Regions from separate parts of the Sus scrofa genome. Here regions 1 and 2 are each linked to region 3. Evidence: chromatin contacts called from public Hi-C and promoter capture Hi-C data. All regions are on one chromosome and are shown on one strand. Each heading gives the region's core, a stretch centred on a gene start, on an enhancer-like site or on the middle of the called end of the contact. The rest is flanking DNA. Distances are from core to core; before and after follow the strand shown.

The links. Promoter capture Hi-C pulls out the DNA fragments that hold promoters and counts their contacts. Hi-C and Micro-C count contacts between places; a contact is called where the count stands out from the background.
Region 1: a promoter capture Hi-C map of liver shows a contact between it and region 3, with 2.6 times the contacts expected there. The contact joins the promoter of C6H1orf50 here to the promoter of PPCS in region 3. A contact is called at or near these places in 2 of 5 promoter capture datasets (fetal skeletal muscle and liver), 1 of 47 Hi-C or Micro-C datasets (heart right ventricle) and 2 of 2 datasets of contacts at active chromatin or transcription factors (alveolar macrophages and skeletal muscle).
Region 2: a contact with region 3 is called in a Hi-C map of liver, with 5 times the contacts expected there. The contact joins the promoter of YBX1 here to the promoter of PPCS in region 3. A contact is called at or near these places in 4 of 47 Hi-C or Micro-C datasets (embryonic fibroblasts, heart right ventricle and liver) and 1 of 2 datasets of contacts at active chromatin or transcription factors (alveolar macrophages).

The regions. Positions count from the first base shown.
Region 1 is chr6:168,666,558-168,669,403 of Sscrofa11.1, reverse strand. It overlaps C6H1orf50, which reads left to right and starts at 1,325. Exons shown (of 5, transcript XM_003356499.5): 1 at 1,325-1,500; 2 at 1,620-1,735. The coding sequence starts at 1,422. P3H1 (prolyl 3-hydroxylase 1) reads right to left here and starts at 1,129. Exons shown (of 15, transcript XM_021096910.1): 1 at 570-1,129. The coding sequence starts at 1,034.
Region 2 is chr6:168,734,824-168,737,759 of Sscrofa11.1, reverse strand. It overlaps YBX1 (nuclease-sensitive element-binding protein 1), which reads left to right and starts at 1,285. Exons shown (of 9, transcript XM_021096922.1): 1 at 1,285-1,465; 2 at 1,468-1,596; 3 at 2,267-2,330. The coding sequence starts at 1,432.
Region 3 is chr6:168,875,064-168,878,211 of Sscrofa11.1, reverse strand. It overlaps PPCS (phosphopantothenate--cysteine ligase), which reads left to right and starts at 1,381. Exons shown (of 9, transcript XM_003128101.5): 1 at 1,381-1,982; 2 at 2,157-2,260. The coding sequence starts at 1,475. It overlaps ZMYND12 (zinc finger MYND domain-containing protein 12), which reads right to left and starts at 965. Exons shown (of 8, transcript XM_003128102.4): 1 at 827-965. The coding sequence starts at 936.

The DNA.
Region 1 (2,846 bases), core at 76-2,575, 210 kb after region 3:
GCGCTCCACATCCACGCATACACTCGGACTTAAAACCCTGCAGGCCGGAATTCCTAAAAATGCTAATTTTCTTTGGAAACCTGACAAACCGGCCAGAGGGTCCCCCACAGGGAGGGGCCTGACAGCCCCTACTGGCGACGTGGCAACCTCAGGTCCTGAAAGAAAGCTCCGCACTCGGGCAGCAGGAAAAGCATCACTGAAAAGCGAACCGGAAGGAAGATGTTGTAGAAAGGTCCTCGCTTCTCACTCGGGAACTTACAATGAAATCAGGATCAGAGACCCAAGCTGCCGCTGTAGTTCCCTCTCAGGGCCTGTTAGGGAACCCAAGGCCAAGTTTTGGTCGGTCTGTGCCTTCACCTCAGGGTGGACCTTTGGGGTCACCATCAGCCTACGCGGACCGGCCGAGGCTGGTCTCCTGCGAGGGTCCCAGCTCTCCCAGGGTCCTAGGAGAGCTTCCCGGCCAGGAGGCCACGGTCCCTCTCCGCGGACACTTCCCCCCACCCCCCATTCTCCCTGGCCCGCCACGCCCGGAAGGACCCCGGCCTCCCCGGGCCCGGCCGGGTCTGCACCTTGAAGTAGGCGACCTGCAGGTAGTTGTACGGGCTCCGCTTGCGGAACTCCAACTCCAGCTCCTCGCTGAGCGAGTGCGCCGCCGACGGCCCCAGGCAGCGCCGCAGACAAGCCGCGCGGCGCAGCAAGCCCCCGAAGAAGCGCAGGTCCCGCAGGGCGGCGGCGCCCGAGGCCTGCGCCAGGCTTGGGGGAGAGTCCGGCTCCAGCTCCCACGGGAGGTCGGCGGCACACTGGGTGCGGCAGCGCAGGCGGAGGGCGCGCAGGGCGGCCCGCGAGCGCAGCGCCCGCTCCATGCTCAGCACCACCCCGGCCCAGTCCCCGCGCGCATAGGCCGCGGTGCCCTCCGCGAAGAGCAGATCCGGCGCCGTCATGTCCCATCCCGCCTCGGATTCGGCCTCTGCTCGGGAGGCAGCGGCGGCGACAACCCACAACATGGTCAGCAGCCTCAACGCGCGTGCCGCCATTGCGGCCTCGGACCTAACGGGACCGCGGGTCACCCTCCGGGGAGGCCGGAGTCCCACCCCCGGGAAGCCCCGCCCCGCCCCGCCCCGCGGGAGGCCCCGCCCCGCCCCGCGGGAGGCCCCGCCCCGCGGGAGGCCCCGCCCCGCGGGAAGCCCCGCCTCCCCACCCTGCAGCTCACACCCCGGAGGCTTGCACCGCGGCCTTCGCCTTCCCCGAGCCTGGACCCTGCCCCTCTGCGGGCCTCGGTGAGTCCGCAGGAGCCCCGCCCCCGAGCGCCCGGCGGCCGTGACGCCCAGGGGCCGGGACGCGGGAGCTCCGCCCACGGGCCTTTCTGCGCAGGCTCCGCAGCCCTGCGCCGCCGGGGCCGGAGGCTGGGACCTGGCGCTGCCATGGAAGACGCTGCGACGCCCCGGCCGACTCCGGGGGTCACGGAAAACCGAGGCGTTCAGTCGGCGGCAGGTCGGGGAGGTAGGCGGGGCGGGAGTCGGAAGGGGCAAAGAAGCCCGCCCGGAGCAGCGAGTCTGCCCGGCCCCGCGGGAGGCCGAGGGCGGGCGCTCACGGCCTGTGTTCCTGGGTGTGTGTCGCAGGAGCCCTGGTGGAGCTCAGCCCGACCCCCGGCGGCCTGGCCCTGGTGAGCCCTTACCACACCCACCGGGCCGGGGACCCCTTAGACCTCGTGGCGCTCGCGGAGCAGGTGCAGAAGGTGAGGAGGCGCGGCCGGGGACGTCAAGGACCATCTTCGGGCTCGCTTGGCCCCCCCAAGCCAAACTGTGGGGTAGCATTTGTCCTTATCTCCGTTCTGCACGCGGGGAAAACTGATGGTCATTGCGAGTCGGTGGCCTGACTCGAACTCTGACCTCCTGAGACCGAAGACCCCTTCCGCGGCGTCTTGAGGGCCCGTTATCTCCCTCGATGGGAAGGTTTGCAGAGCACCCCGATACTCACGATTTCATCTGGGTCTTTTATGGAGAACATCTGTGTGTCCGTTTCATCTGATCACTTGTTGGGAGGGATGCCTGCCACCGACTTTCATTGGCCATAAGGTGCTTCCTTGTCTTTGGAACAAAATGCACATACATATTTCATGGCCTATAAAGCCTTGCACCGGAGTTCCCGTTGTGGCTCAGTGGTTAACGAATCCGACTAGGAACCATGAGGGTGCAGGTTCAATCCCTGGCCTTGCTCAGTGGATTAAGGATCCCGCATTGCCCTGAGCTGAGGTGTAGGTTGCAGCCGAGGTTCAGATCCCGCTTTGCTGTGGCCCTGGCGTAGGCCAGCAGCTACAGCTCAGATTTGACCCCTAGCCTGGGAATCTCCATATGCTGTGGGTGCCACCCTAAACAGACAAACAGAAAACCTGGTTATTGATTCAATTCTTGGAAACTTTTAAATGTATTTGGAACAATTTGAGTATGCGAATCAACTCAACTGTAAATTTTATGGTCTCAATACAGATCAAGTTTTTCCAATGAAAATTTAGCATTCAAATTGATAGATGCTGTGAATATGAAATATACACTTCATATGAAATGTAAAATATCTCTCTAACAATTTTTATATTGATTACATGATGAAATGATGTTTTTTGATATATTGGGTAAATATATTATTAGGATTGATTTTACTTAATTTTTACTTTTAACATGTTCACTAGAAAATTTAAAATTACAGATGCAACTTGCTTCCTATTCTAAAGGATAGTTGCATCAGACTGTAACCTTAACGAAGGCAGGGACCTTTTTCTCATGTTTGCCGGTGCATCCAGGGCCTAGCATGGTGTCTGACACCCAGCAGCTGCTAAGTATATGTTGGTG
Region 2 (2,936 bases), core at 36-2,535, 140 kb after region 3:
CTACTTAAAACTCTGAAATTACCCTTCTCACTATTGCCCTGAGTTTAAGCTTCAAGTAGAATATTCCTAATTTCGCCCTGCCTCCCTCTATAGCCCAATGTCTTCATTCTGGTCTTACTGGACTACTTTACTTGATTTCTCCCAGACTCCATCTCTTCTTGCCTCTAGGCCTTTGAATAAACCTCCCTGTGCCTGGAGTCTGCACTGCACCTTCTTTCTACCGACACTCCCAAGATGCTTTGTGCATTTGCAGCGCTGGAGTGTTCGGAGTGCTGGTTGTTGAAATTTCTGCCTTCATCCCTAGACTGAATTTAGGAAGGCAGCAACTGACTGACGAACTAGTCCATCAGCAGCAAAGAGTAGACGCTTAATAAAGGAGGAACCAAGGTGGAGGGCTTCAGCCACATCACGTAGCAGCCTCAATGATAAATCGGTTGTGAAACGTGGACAGTTATCCCTATTTCACACGGCCAAGAAAACTGCCTAGCTTGTTCAGTAAACGTGAGTTGAAATTAAATTTGATTTGTGGCCAATATAAAAAGATGTGAATACCTAACAAGACAGTCCTCCTAAGCCTGGTCTGATAGATCGGAAGGCAGATCCCCGCGGAATACCCCCCCCCCCGCGCCCTCGTTATGCTGAGCAGGGGCTGCCCGAGAACAGAGCTTGCGTGGTCCCTCCAAGGTGACTGCTTCCCCGTAAACGGACGCTCTTTGAGTGCATACGTTTAGGTCTGTTCCAGAAACCCTCGGCTGTGCAGCGAGTACATAGCCGTTGTAGAAAAAACCGCTCTATTTGCAGTAAAGGGCTGAGGTCACAAGGACCATATTTGGAGCTGGCTGGGAGGGAGGCCTTCTCTCCGTACGGAGCTAAGGTGTCGCTGGGCCCCCTTCCAAGCCCCCGGGTCAGGCCGGGTAATCCGGGCTCAGACATCCGGCGGTGCCTTTCCCTCGGCCACCCCACAGCCCCAGACTTGGGCCCGCCCGCCGCGGCTGCAGCCTCGTGAAAGTCACGTTCTCTCTGCCCGTCTTCTCCGGCACTCTATGGTTCTCGTGGTGACTCTACTCTAATTCTAGTTCCGGTCTCTATGGCGGCAGCGGAGGCAGGAACGGCTGTAGGTCGGCCGAATTAGCCACCTAAGAGCCAATGAGAACGGAGAAGTGATAGAGAGCTAGCCAATAGGAGCCAGGAGATTGGGTCAGGTGGTGAGATTGACAGCAGTGCTGGCCAGTGAGCAATGCTTAGGGCGGGTCGATGGCAGGGCTTATCCCGCCCGTCCCGCCATTCTCGCTAGTTCGATCGGTAGCGGGAGCGGAGAGCGGACCCCAGAGAGCCCTGAGCAGCCCCACCGCCGCCGCCGGCCTAGTTACCATCACACCCCGGGAGGAGCCGCAGCTGCCGCAGCCGGCCCCAGTCACCATCACCGCAACCATGAGCAGCGAGGCCGAGACCCAGCAGCCGCCTGCCGCCCCCCCGCCGCCCCCGCCCTCAGCGCTGCCGACACCAAGCCCGGCACGACGGGCAGCGGCGCAGGGAGCGGCGGCCCGGGCGGCCTCACATCGGCGGCGCCTGCCGGCGGGGACAAGAAGGTCATCGGTGAGGGCCGGACGCGGACGGGGGGGTGGGGCAGGAGGGAAGCCTGGCGGCGGAACCGTTACCCGGAGTGGGGCGAGCCGGCGGGCGCGCGGCCGGCGGGGGCCGACTCGGCGGCGCGCGGACGCCCCTCCCCCAGGCCCCCCACCCGCGCCCTCGCGGACTCGGCCCGCCCGGTCCGCGTGCCCGGCCTGCGCGCGCGCGCGCCTTCTCCCGCGCCCCCTGCGGACCCCGCGCGGCCGCGCGCCCCTCCCCTTGGGCGGCCGCGCGCCGCCGACCGCGTGTGCGGCGGGGTCCCTCCCCTCCGCGCCCGCCTGCCGGCCGCGTGCGCTCGAGCTCGCCCGCCGTTGTTCCGTTCCCCACCCGCTCCCTTCCGCGTGTGCCCGGAGGGCGCGGCGCGCCGCCTACGCAGGCCGGAGTGGGCCGGGCGGCCTCCCTCCTCACGTGCTCGCCGCCGCGCCCGTCCGCCCGCGGCCCCCGCGCACACCCAGCTCGGGCCCGCGCTCCGGGCCTGCCCCCGGGCCTCCGCCGCGGCGGGCTCCTCCACGTGGGCCGCGCGGAGAAGGGCCGTCAGGTGGCCGCCGCGGGGAGCGCGGGCCCCCGGTGCTGAAGCGTGGCGGGGTTCAGCAAGGATGGCTGGTAACCGTGGGCTTCCTTTTTTTCTTCCCTGCAGCAACGAAGGTTTTGGGAACAGTAAAATGGTTCAATGTAAGAAACGGATATGGTTTCATCAACAGGTGAGCTGACCGCCGCCGAAGCCTCGTCTTCTCCCGCATGCGGTGCCCCATCTGGAGGCTCGCGGGCCGGCCGCCTCGGGCCTTTCACTCGGGGGGTTGGTTTCGCTCGGGGACGGAAGGGACTGGTTGATCTCGAGGTGGCCTTTGCTGGGCAGCTGGACGTTAAGCTAAAGCTTGTTTGAAAGGCGCAAAGCGCGTTGGGGGCGCGCGGGCTGCGCCTGTCGGCTCGGAGCCACTCGGGGCACAGGGAGCCAGCGGGGACCCGCGGTGGGTCGGGAGGCTCCGGCCCACCGCCTTCTGATGCTCGCCGTCCACCGAACGGGCCGGGAACGGGGCGCTGGGAGGACGGGCCGCTCCGTCTCGTGTGGCTGGGTCGCCAGCGGCCGCTTCGCGGTGTGACAGCGCGCGGGGCGCCTCGCCCGGGGGGTGCGGCCTTTGTTCCCCGTCCCATCGGCGCCGGCCGAGACGCCTCGGGTGCACGTCGCGTCCGACCTGGCTGACCGCAGCGTCGCCTGGCCTTGCCCAGACCCCGACGTCGGGAAGACTGGGGCCCCTCTCGGCGGCCACTTCTCCCACTCTGTCGCCCCCGAGGGAGCCCGTTAAGGC
Region 3 (3,148 bases), core at 132-2,631:
AGGCTCAGCAAGTGTTACTCCTTCAGAGAAACCTTTCTAGATACTGCCCCACCCCAGTCACCACGCTTCCATCCTCAGAGGTCCCAGGCAATAGTACTCCCTGAGTAACGGCAGGTAGGGTTGTATTACAGTGACTTTTTAAATACAAATTAGTAGGCTCTGGACTAGATTTCGGGACGTCAGCAGCCTGGCTGTTTTATCTTGGGTCTCACACGGGGTCCGATCTGAAGTAAAGGTCTGGAGATGTTTTGCTGAAAAAATGAAAACCGATCTCGTCTCGTACTACCCTCAGCACAGCACACATCTTGGCTGTGCACCAGCAAACTAGCTTGCTTTCTATTCCTCAAACACGGCGAAGTCTTCCCTCCCTCCGAGCCTCACTGTGCCCCTCACTCTTCCTCCAGCAGATCCTTCGCGGGCTTTTCTCCTTTATCTTCAGCTCCATAGTCTGTCTGCTCTAAACGAGGCCCATCACATTCCCTTCGTCTTCCTGGTATTTCTCACTCTGACATCGCCTTGTTTTCTGATTGCTGATGGACTTTGCCCTCTTCCTCGTCAGAACCTCAGATTTGGGAGGGGCGCGGTCTCCCGCGATCCCCCCGGTAACGTCGGCGCCGGGAGCAGCGCACGGCGCACAGCAGGTGCTCAACTAAACATCTGGGGACGAAGGAGGGAGTGGGAGAGGCGGCGGGCGCGCCCTCAGCTCTTAGGGACCGTCTCCAAGCCGCCTCGAGGGTTCCCTGGCGGACGCGGGGCTCCCAGGCCCACCCTGGCGACCGGGGGAGAGGGAGGGTGGAGGCGCCCCGGGCCCCGTCTCAGGGCCTACCAGTAATATGTGACTGTGCAGGCCCCGCACACCCGCTCGGCCGGGGCTTCGCACACCTCACAGCAGAGCCTGCGACCCTTGGGCACCGCCAGGGGGTAGATCACATCCATGCCGCGGCAGACGGCCGGCGTGCTCTCTAGGCCGGTTGCCCGGCAAGGACGCGCAGGACGCAGGTGTCACGTGAGCGACACGCCGCCGCCGGCGCGTTGCAGGGCCGAGCAGAGGGGCGTGGCCCGCGGAGCCCCGCGGGGTCGGGGAGAAAGCCAGCAGCTGCCCCTCTCCCCAAGGCCAGAGGTGAAGGGGCCGGACAGTCGCATTTGGCGGGGCCCGAGGCCAGGAGCGTCTGCACGGCGCCCGGGAAGGCTCAGACGGCCGGCTCCCCACCCCGGCTAGGACAGCACCGCGGCGGGCAGTGACCGCGCCGGCTGCCGGCCCAGCCCAGACCCCGCGGCGGCCTGGGGTCGGGGTCCCCGGCTGCGGGCCGTAGCCTGCACGCCCTTGCGGACGCGCAGAGCCGCAGCGCGCGCGCGCAGCGCACGGTGGCCACCGCCCCCACGCCATTGCGGCTGCGCGCGGCCCAGGTCCCGGGACAGGGGGCGTGGCGCCGGGGCCGCCGAGCTCGCGCAGGCGCGGGGCCGCCCGGGACCGATGGCGGCCGTGGACCTGGTGGCCGAGTTCCCCCAGCCCGCCGGTGCTACGCGCTGGGCGGAGGTTATGGCTCGCTTCGCCGCCGGGCTGGGCTCGCAGGGGCGGCGGGTGGTGTTGGTCACGTCCGGTGGCACCAAGGTCCCCCTGGAAGCCCGGCCTGTGCGCTTCCTGGACAACTTCAGCAGCGGGCGGCGCGGGGCCACCTCCGCAGAGGCCTTTCTGGCCGCGGGCTACGGCGTCCTGTTCCTGTACCGCGCTCGCTCTGCCTTCCCCTTTGCCCACCGCTTCCCGCCCCAGACCTGGCTGTCGGCGTTGCGACCCTCTGGCCGAGCCCCTCCCGGCCTGCTGAGTCTGGAGGCGGAGGAGAAGTCGCTTCCGGGCTTCGCTGCGGCTCTGCGGAGCTACCAGGAGGCTGAGGCTGCCGGCACCTTCTTGGCCGTAGAGTTCACCACTTTGGCCGACTATTTGCATCTGCTGCAGGCTGCAGCCCAGGCGCTCAATCCGCTAGGTGCGTGCCTTTAGGAGTCTGTCCAATGCCCAGCGGCAGAGCCTTTTCCCCCCTAGACACGTATCCCCTGACCCCCTCATTACCCAGGGCTCTCACCGTGGGGGAGCCTGAGCTGAGAAGGACCTGGCCTCATACCCCTCTTCGATTTATTACCCCCTGTGCTTCTCTTTGCAGGCTCTTCTGCGATGTTTTACCTGGCTGCGGCCGTGTCCGATTTCTATGTTCCTGCCTCTGAAATGCCTAAACACAAGATCCAGTCGTCTGGGGGCCCGCTGCAGGTGATGGGCGCGTCTCTTCCGGAGATCTCATTCCCTATAACCAATCTCGGGTTAATTTCCTTTTGATCTGGAGATGGCCTTTGTGCATCCCATATGTGCTAGGCACTAGGGATACAGAGATGAATAAGACACCGCCCTCCCTAAAGGACCTCACAGTCTAGTGAGGTTGCTGGACACAGACATAATTACAGTACAGAGTCATAAATGCTCTGGTAGAGGTACGTACAAGTGGAGTCAGCATGGGGTGAGTGAAACTTGGGGGAAGTCAGGGCTTTCTGGAGGAGATGGCTTGAACGGGGTGTTAAAAGGTGCGTAGAGGGGGGACCCGATGAAGTAGAGAAGATCATTCCAGACAGAGTACACAATTGGGGTTTGGAGGTGGGCAGTGCATTGTGAAAGAAAGTTGTTCCCGAAGGCTCCGGAGTCAGGAGAGTGGTGGGGGTGGAGGGAGGACTGGAGAGACAGCTTACTTCATAGGAGGTTTTGTATTCCTTCTTGAGGAGGTTGGACTTAATCCTGTGGAGCCAAGGGAACCTACGTAGGAGAATGATGAATAAAGTTTTTGTTGGAGAAGAACATTCTGGCATCAGTATGGAAGGTGACTCAGAGAGAGCGAGAGTGGAGGGGGCAGCGTAGATGGTGGGTATTGTTGCAGTTGCGGGAAGAGGTGTGGGGAAGGTGGTGGTGTGGTTGAGAGGCTGACTTGCTCTGCCTTCTTGGGACCCAAGGGGATTCTTAGTAGACTATAAGTAGGAAAAACTGGGGGCACCTGCTGACTTCCTAAGATGGTTTATTTGTCCCTTTCTTCAGCCAGTACTGAGTACCTACCATATGCCAGACACTACTGTAGGACCTGCAGGCAAAGCAGTGAAAAGAAGCATACCAAGC